Linked DNA regions of Anas platyrhynchos: regions 1 and 3 are each linked to region 2. Evidence: chromatin contacts called from public Hi-C data. All regions are on one chromosome and are shown on one strand. Each heading gives the region's core, a stretch centred on a gene start, on an enhancer-like site or on the middle of the called end of the contact. The rest is flanking DNA. Distances are from core to core; before and after follow the strand shown. Region 1 holds the start of CDK6 (cyclin dependent kinase 6). Region 2 overlaps CDK6 (cyclin dependent kinase 6). Region 3 overlaps CDK6 (cyclin dependent kinase 6).

Region 1 (2,700 bases), core at 180-2,679, 120 kb after region 2:
GCCTCCCTCTGCATCCAGTTTCATCCACGCAGCTACACCATGACTAGGGGCAAATCCTCTCCCCTCACAGCAGCTCCCTGTCAGCGCTCTCCTTTACTCCTTGCCTCTTTTTAATATATTGATATTGGGACTTTTGGGGCTGTAACCCTCCCCTACACCGTATTGTACCGTGCTAGGCTCAAAGCCCCCCAGACACCTCAGCCGGGCATCCCCTACCTTGAACCTACAGCTATTTTCACCACTTTTTTCACCTTCACGCTCATCTCCCACCTTTCAGAAGCCACCGAGCACTAACCCAGGACAGCCCCCCCCCCCCCCCCCCCCCGTGCCCTCCACTGCACCCTGCGGCGTGCCCTGCCCCGCAGCCTCCGCAGCACCCCCGCTCCCCGGGCGCTGCCCCCCGGCGGGGGGACACCTGCCCGCGACCCCCGGCCCCCGGCCCCGGCCCAGCCTCGCCCCGCCGCCGCCACGAGGCGCCCCCCGGCGGCGGGCACCGCGTCGCGCGTGTGCGTGGCCGCGGGGGCGGCGGGCCTGGCTCCGGGCGGCCACGGAGCCCGCTGCAAAATTACCGCTCGTGTGTCCCCACCACCACCCCGGGCACCACGGGGGGCGCCCCCCGCCTCAGCCCCTTCCCCTGCTCCGCACCCCCCGGCCGCGACACGCAGCTCGCCCTCCGCGGCCGCCCCCCACACGCGGCGGGGACACGCGGGGGAGCCGCGTCCCCACGCTTCTCCCCCCCCCAGGGCATAGCTCTGCGCTTCTCGGGGGGGCGACAAGGGGACCCCCCCCAACCCCGGCTCCCCGGGTGGGCAGCCCCCCGTCCCCGCCGGCCCCCCACACCGGCCCCCTGGGGGGGGACAGAGGGGGTTTGGCGACCCCCGGCCCCCGAAAGGAGGCGTCCGTGGGGGGGCGAGGGGGGGCGCGGCGTGGGGGCCGGGGCGCCGGGCCGGCTGTGCGGAGCACATGGGCGCCCCGCGTTACCTGCTGTGCGCTACGGCCGCCTCCACCGCCACCAGCTCCCCAAATAATCCTCAGCCCTTGTTGGGGGGGGGTTGGAGGAGGGGGGGCTGGGGAGGGAGGGGGTGAGTCCTCCCTAAAACAAACCTCCCATTGAGCGAGGCGGGGTGGAGAGCCGGCCCGGGGTCTGCCCCTTCACATGGCGATGTCTCCGGCAGGTCCCGGCAGCGGCCGCCCGGGCCACACAGGTAGCTGCTGCTGCTGCTGCTGCTCCTGCTGCTGCTGCTGCTGGTGTTGCTGCTGCTGCTGCTGCTGCTCCGCCGCCCGGCCGCCCTCGGCTCGCATCCTCCCGCCGCCGCCGGGCTGCACCTTGGCGCAGAAGGCAGCTCCCACTCGTCCCCCAGCCCTCTCCTCCCGCCCCCACGCTGCCCGGGGAAAACGAAAACGCCGACGAAAAGAAAAAAAAAAAAAAAAAAAAAAAAAAAAAAAAAAAAAAGGAAGAAAAAAAAATTAAAAAAATAAACGCGGCCGGCGGCCCCCGGGGAGCCGCCGCCGCTGCTGCGACGCGCCCGCAGCCGCCCCGCCGCGGGGCTCGGGCACCGGCCTCGGGCTGCCGTGCCCCGGCTGCGCTGCTCGCCCCGCTCGCTCTGCCGGCCTCTGCTCAGCCTGCGAGCATAGCGGCAGCTTGCTTTTTTTTTTTTTTTTTTTTTTTTTCTTTCCCCTCTCCTCAACTTTTTTTTTTTTTTTTTTTTTTTTTTTTTTCCCTTGCTTTCCCACGCTGGCTGAATGTGACTTGACCCCGTTTCAAAAAAAGTTTGACATAGTGCTTCAACATTTCCGCATTCCTCCCCGACTACAAAGGCTGCAGCCGCCTCCTTCTGCTTTCTGTCTCTGCTCTCTGTCTTCACACTCAATGAAATCCTTCATGTGCCTCTGCCAAAGGCGGCCGCATACCGCAAGGGTCGCCGCGAGCGCCGCGGCCGGGCCCGGCCCCGAGCGAGGCGCCCCGGGGGGTCCCGGCCCGGCCCCGCCGTGCTCGGCGCTGCGCGGCACCGCTCGGTGCCTCCCTCTCGCTCCTCGGTCTCCGAGGCGCTGGGAAAGCCACCCTTCCCGGTGGCTTTTTTTTTTTTTTTTTGTGTGCCTCCCACTCCTTCCCGAGAATAACCTTTTTATTTTTTTTTTCCCGGGGAAAAACCCGATTTTATATATATATATATATATATATATATATATTTATGTTTTTATTTTATTCACGGGGCTAGGAAAGGAAAGCAGCAGCCACGAATGCTTTCGGGAAGCACCACGACAAGTTCCCCCCCGCCCTCGCCGCCCGCCGAGGCGAGGTCCTTGGCCCCGGAGACGCCGGGGCAGGGGGCGGCGGGGGGGCCCCGAGCACGCCGCCGGCTCTGCTGCGGGGAGCTTTGTGCGGAGCTGCTTCCTACAAATAGTGCAATTCACCGCAGGAAATAAAAAAAAAAAAATCAAATCACAAAACAGATGCCAGTCTACTCCGTCTGCATGGGGGGGTCTCGGGCTGAAAGCACATGTGGGGAGCCTAATTCCCGGCTGGTACCTCCCTGCACATCCTTCTCGGGACCTCAGGGGTGGCCGTCCCCCAGCTGCGGAGCCAGCCCTTATGGGGGTTTAACTGGGAGAGAGCGAGCCACATCGCCTCTTGCAGTGGGAAACGTAATTTCACTAAGTGGGTTTGTAACTCAAAAGTATATGTTGAGGGCTTAGTAT
Region 2 (2,700 bases), core at 178-2,677:
TCAGTTTCTGTACTCAGCTCAGGCTTATACCACAAGAGTGGCTGAATCAGTGACACAAGAGCAGTCAGCAAGGAGGATCAAAGCATATGGTATAAAGACATGCAGAACATGTACATGCCTGACAGTTTCCTAGCCTCCAACTATTCCTACTTTTGACACCTCATGAGTCAAAGGTGGTGTCTTTGTACTGATGTTTCATAGATTTACATGAATTTGCCTACCTGCTTTTGAGTTTTTCTTTAATAAGCTCATTAAATGGAAATATAAATGTTTCTTGGCATGTGGCTATCAATCATGTGGTTTGGAGAACAACAAACGGAAACTCACGAGAAGCAAGTCTTTGCCCAGTTCATCAATATCTGGTACAAATTTTTCAATAGGTTGTGCAGGTCTGGAAGCGAAAGCATTTCTTGGAAGGGCAACATCATTAGGCCAGTCCTCTTCTTCTGGGAGTCCAATTACACTGTGAAAGGCAAAACATAATGTCAGCTCTGGACATTTACACAGTCTTCCCTTTGTATTGAATATACTGAGTAGCAGTTTACTTTATGAGTAAGTCTTTTGGTTTAAATGAGATTAGTTGTACAGTAAGGCACTGATCACTGTGAATAGAGGGTGATGAGTGTAGGCCTTCAATGTAGAAATCATTCTGTGGCCAGCACAGTTTTCTGGCCTAGGTCTCAATTTTATGAGTCTTTTTGTTGAAAAAAGACTGAGTGCTTTGGAAGAAATTTGCTCAGCTCTTGACTGGATGGTGCAACATATGTCACTCCAGGATGATTAAAAGCAGTAAGTTTCAAAGGGGAATTGCATGCAAGGACCTTTATTCACAAGAATAGGGATTGAGAGAAGAGTATGGGTCAAGATGAGGGTAAGGCAATAAAAGGGATGTTTCATAATGCTTCAAAGCTATGTGCAGGAATTGTTGCCTAAAGTTAAACAATTTATTTGCTTCACAATACAGGTTTCAAAGTCTCAGTTCAGAAGTGGCACAGGACTCTAGTTCTTTATATCTTTACTTTCCATTGTATTTTAGTTGTTTTTTACCCTTTAATAAAATATTTGAATTTATTTTTATAATTTCTGTCTTTATTACTTTAAACTATAGAAGGTATTTAAACTCATTAAATAAGTATGCTAAGATTGCAAAACCCAAATAAATGAAATAGTAGGTAAACCTCTAATGTTGGATCATGTCACATACATTTCATGTTTTAGTTTGATTTTAATGTTTGTAGTGGTGAAATGCCAATTTCTGATGGAAATTATAGAAAAGACCACACAGTACTTGTCAGATTTTATGGAAAATCAATCTTTACAGCCTGTAAAGTTGAGATTTTTAGTTGAAATGCTGACAGGGTAAGAGGAGAAGGAACCATAAATACTTGGGTCTGCACTAAGCCCAATGCCACTAGGGAGCAGCATTGACCTTTCTTCTTACTGAGGCTGGTAAGACTGGGTGAAGCCTAGGGTCAAAAACTTTGATGTAAGTCGTATGTTACCTCACTGAATTTGGTAGAATTACACCTCTGTCTACATAGGTTTTAGATTGTAATTTGGCTCAGCTAAAAAAAAACAAAAACAAACAACACTGCATGACTAGAAGGGCAAAGCAATTAAAATCTCAGGACAATTTCACTTTAGTACATCAGAAAACACCACAACTCTTGGGAAAAGATGAGTTAAAACTGTACGAAAAATTAAATTATTATTATTTTTTATAACCACAGGTATGTCAGGAGTATGGGGCAATGCTCTTTGCCACAGTGGTTAAAGCTATGTGATTAGCTGTTCAAGGATCTGAACCTGTATTAAATGTAACACAAATAGCACCATAAGAGGATGGGGGAGTTAAATATTTTAAATAACCGTGACATTTAGCCTGCCATTCAAAAGTGTTTGGTTAGTCCCATTTTTTTAATGTTTGCATGAGAGAGCGTGAAGAGGGCAGAATAAGCACAGGCAAAACTAACAAAAAGAAATGAGGAGGCAGCCTGTCAGGCAGGTAGGGTGGAGAAGACCAAGAGTGGAAAGGAAAGATATTTTTAGTTACACACTCACGTAGTATTCAAAACTCTTAATAATGAATGTCTGAGTAGATGCCCTCACTCTGGTCTGGTAGCACTACCATTTCAGTGACTAAGTTTGGGAGTATCTTGGATGAGTTTCACCTCCTGCCAAAGGTTCAGGCCTGGTCTTGAGAAATGCTGAGTACTTTCCACTCCCATTGATCACAATGAGAGACAAGTCTGCTCACACCATTGCGGCATTTACCCTGAAATCTGTGAGGACATCCCACACGCTGACGGTGTCCTGGAAAAGCAGGAAATTGTTTTGGGCCACCTCCTAGGGATTTACCCTCAAACGCAGTGGAATTTTACCTGACGCAGATCAGAACGCACATGTAAAACAAAGGTAGACCACAGCCCGATTATCTGAAAGAATACATCAGTCCAGCATGCATGAAAATCCTGAAACTACTTTCTGTCCAAATTAGTCTGGAGAATGACTCACTACTGTAGAAAGAAACAATCCTCCTACAAGAAGAACTATGCCTAACTGTAGGGGGTTCTCCAGCTGTGAAAACACAAAATAAACACTATTTAGCATACCCCCCCCTCACCCCCAAACCCAAGCAAGAGACTTTTGAACTATTTAAGGAGAACTGCACAAAAAGAAACAAAAGCAAACTTTCTCTTT
Region 3 (2,700 bases), core at 99-2,598, 93 kb after region 2:
AACATCCATAAAGACATTATCATTAGAAAGGTATCGAAACGCATTAGGAATAAGTCCTGAGAACTTCCCTCATGTCATCAATCCTCAGAGACTATCAGCAAAAGTACCTCCATAAACTGTGTGTTTTCAGGATAAGGTACATAAATAGTAAAGTAACAAGGTCCAATTTAATTCAACTGGATCTCTTTTTAAATTCCTGTCCTAAACATAATTCAAGAAATGACACAACAACAGAATAACATTTGATTTTCCAAAGTAAAACCAACACTTTCCTTCACAAGCATAGAACTGCCATGAAATGCACATTTGTGCATACATATTACAATCTACTAGTGTGAATTTAAAATGGGATTTTAGAAAATTGGAAGCATTTCAATCCAGTGCTCACCTCTTCTGATCGCTTCACGTGAAACATAGCTTGGAAGATATTTCAAAGAAATTTCAGAGGCTTGGTCATTTATTTCCCATCTATTTTAATATATTTAGTAAGACAGGATGTCAGTTACCTTTTATGTTATTGTTACCATGTTAGGTACTTTGATATACAGATTCCTTCCATCAAAGCCCTAGGAGGCTGTAGAACCCTAGAAGTGTTAACATAAAAGAGCCCTTCAAATGCAAGAGGTACATTCCAGTCTTCTGCTAGGACTGAATATAGGTTGTATCCATTTTTTCAAAAAAAATTTTTTTTTGTATCCACTCAGGGTGGCTTAAAAAATAAAGTTGCTGGAACTGGCTGATGTTATACATTTGTGACTTTGATACAAGTTAAAAGATCTTTATCAGTGTTATGTCTCATTTTTTACAGAAAGATCAAACAACTCCTAAGTTTGAAGCTGTTAACAAAAAATATTAAAACAACTAAATTTCAGATAGGTTTTTATGTTTTCTTTTCTTGTCTTTTCCTCCCCCAGGACTTTTGCCAGACTAAGAAGACACAACATACCTCCAGAAAGTACTTATACAAATGCAAGGCAATCCTTCTCTGAAAGCATAAATTAGCTCTCATCATGAAAAAGAAAAATCAAAAGAATTGTTAGGTAGGTAATCAAAATGTAGGAACGTCAATCCCTCTGCTTCTTTTTCCAGGCCTAAACATTTTGTCAAACATTTCAAGCTATGATCCTTGGTGTAGCACTTCACTGTGAAATTCCCAGGAGAGGAGCTGGAATACATGCGTTAGTACCAGTAATACAAGCACTTCCTATCTTGGGAAGAGGTTCTCCCTTACAGATGCAGAGTATGAGATGACATGATGGAAAACTTTGTGACCATGTTTCCAGTTCCTGAGAGACTTTCTGTTTTCTACAACTGGTCATGCTACCCCCTTCCTTGAGCACTTCCTCTGTCCTCTGCAGAGAATGAGCTCAAGCACCCTCCCAGCAAGTCGATGGTGAACATCTCCTGCTCTTAGATGTATAGATACCTTTCTAGTCAGAGGGACATGCAAGGGAAGGACTGTCTTGGGGAAACAGAAAGCAAAGAGAATGGAGTAGGAGCACAGAATTTATCTTATTAATTCTAGCAATATCCAGCACTCTATCAGCCACCTTCTAGGGAAAGTTAAAGCAGTATTGGACTAAACAGTAATGCAATGATCTGCCCATAGCTGTGAGCAAAGATCATTCTTAATGATTTGAGATGCTACATTTGGTAGGACTGCAGTAAAATGGGAGAGAGTCAGGGGATTTAAAAATCTAAAAGAGAAAAAAACAAGTACAACATTACTACAAAGAGAATACTTCAGTTAGTGAATACAGATTGCTGCATTGCAACTCATGTCCCAGGCTGGGTTTTACTCACTTTTGGTATGATAAAATCCTACACCACTAAAATGCAGTTTGCCTGAGTAAGGTCTTTATGATTTATTTCTGTGTCCTTCCTATCTTATATTTTCTGAAAGAGTATCCAGCATCTTTCTTCTGAAATACCTTTATAGTTTCAGTAGGCACTCCAGGCTCTGGAACTTTATCCAAGTAAGTAGTCAAGTCTTGGTCCACATGTTCAAACACCAATGTTAACTTGGTCTCTCTGTCTGTTCGTGACACGGTGCACACATCAAACAACCTGAGAGAAGACAAAGAAAAGAGGAGGTAAGTATAAGGAACCAGTATAGACATACCTTGCAGGTCACAAAGGTCTATTTAAATTTCTTATAGCATAGAGAATGAAAAAAAAATACTTTCCAAAGGTAGAGCAAAGAGCTCTTGATTCATCAGATAACTATTGATACATTGATAATATCATCTCTCTCTTTCATGTGTGTATTCTAAAATAGGATTAAGTAGTAAGAATCATCAGTTCATCAAAGTAAAATAATTACATGAAAAGAAAATATTTTGTTGACAGAGCAACTGAAGTTAACACAGAAAATGACTTGATATTTATCCACAGTCTATCCTGCATCAACCACATGGCTTTTCAAAAACCAGTATGAGTAACATTTCTGAGGAGAAGAAAAAAAGATACAGGGTGCTTACATGCACCTTGATTTTCTTTCCACATCACTATCATGTTCACCTTTACCTCTGTTCAGAAGTAAATCTTCTTTGGTGGAAACAGAATTTTTGTGTTGACTACTGTAAGTTTTCAGAAGCAAGGAATACCTTCAGAGTCAGGATACAGTTTGGAAAAAAAGCTTTATCTACAAAATGCCACAGCTAAGAAATCCTTCATCACTTTCCATCATCCTTTTACTGG

The links. Hi-C and Micro-C count contacts between places; a contact is called where the count stands out from the background.
Region 1: a contact with region 2 is called in a Hi-C map of skeletal muscle, with 2.3 times the contacts expected there. The contact joins the promoter of CDK6 here to the enhancer-like site in region 2. A contact is called at or near these places in 5 of 8 Hi-C or Micro-C datasets (F1 follicle, F5 follicle, skeletal muscle and 1 more).
Region 3: a contact with region 2 is called in a Hi-C map of liver, with 2.6 times the contacts expected there. The contact joins two enhancer-like sites. A contact is called at or near these places in 3 of 8 Hi-C or Micro-C datasets (liver, skeletal muscle and subcutaneous adipose tissue).

What each region holds. Positions count from the first base shown.
Region 1 is chr2:135,059,070-135,061,769 of IASCAAS_PekinDuck_T2T, reverse strand. It overlaps CDK6 (cyclin dependent kinase 6), which reads right to left and starts at 1,429. Exons shown (of 8, transcript XM_027450782.3): 1 at 1,105-1,429.
Region 2 is chr2:135,182,633-135,185,332 of IASCAAS_PekinDuck_T2T, reverse strand. CDK6 (cyclin dependent kinase 6) reads right to left here. Exons shown (of 8, transcript XM_027450782.3): 7 at 328-463. Among named protein-coding and RNA genes, the nearest start is that of FAM133B, 22 kb to the left of the region's middle. Within about 2 kb of position 1,427, at least 4 of the 8 cell types and tissues checked have an H3K27ac peak or open chromatin away from gene starts, as enhancers often do. A contact at or near this core is called in F1 follicle, where this site is marked.
Region 3 is chr2:135,089,214-135,091,913 of IASCAAS_PekinDuck_T2T, reverse strand. CDK6 (cyclin dependent kinase 6) reads right to left here. Exons shown (of 8, transcript XM_027450782.3): 3 at 1,932-2,067. Among named protein-coding and RNA genes, the nearest start is that of CDK6, 30 kb to the right of the region's middle. Within about 2 kb of position 1,348, at least 1 of the 8 cell types and tissues checked has an H3K27ac peak or open chromatin away from gene starts, as enhancers often do.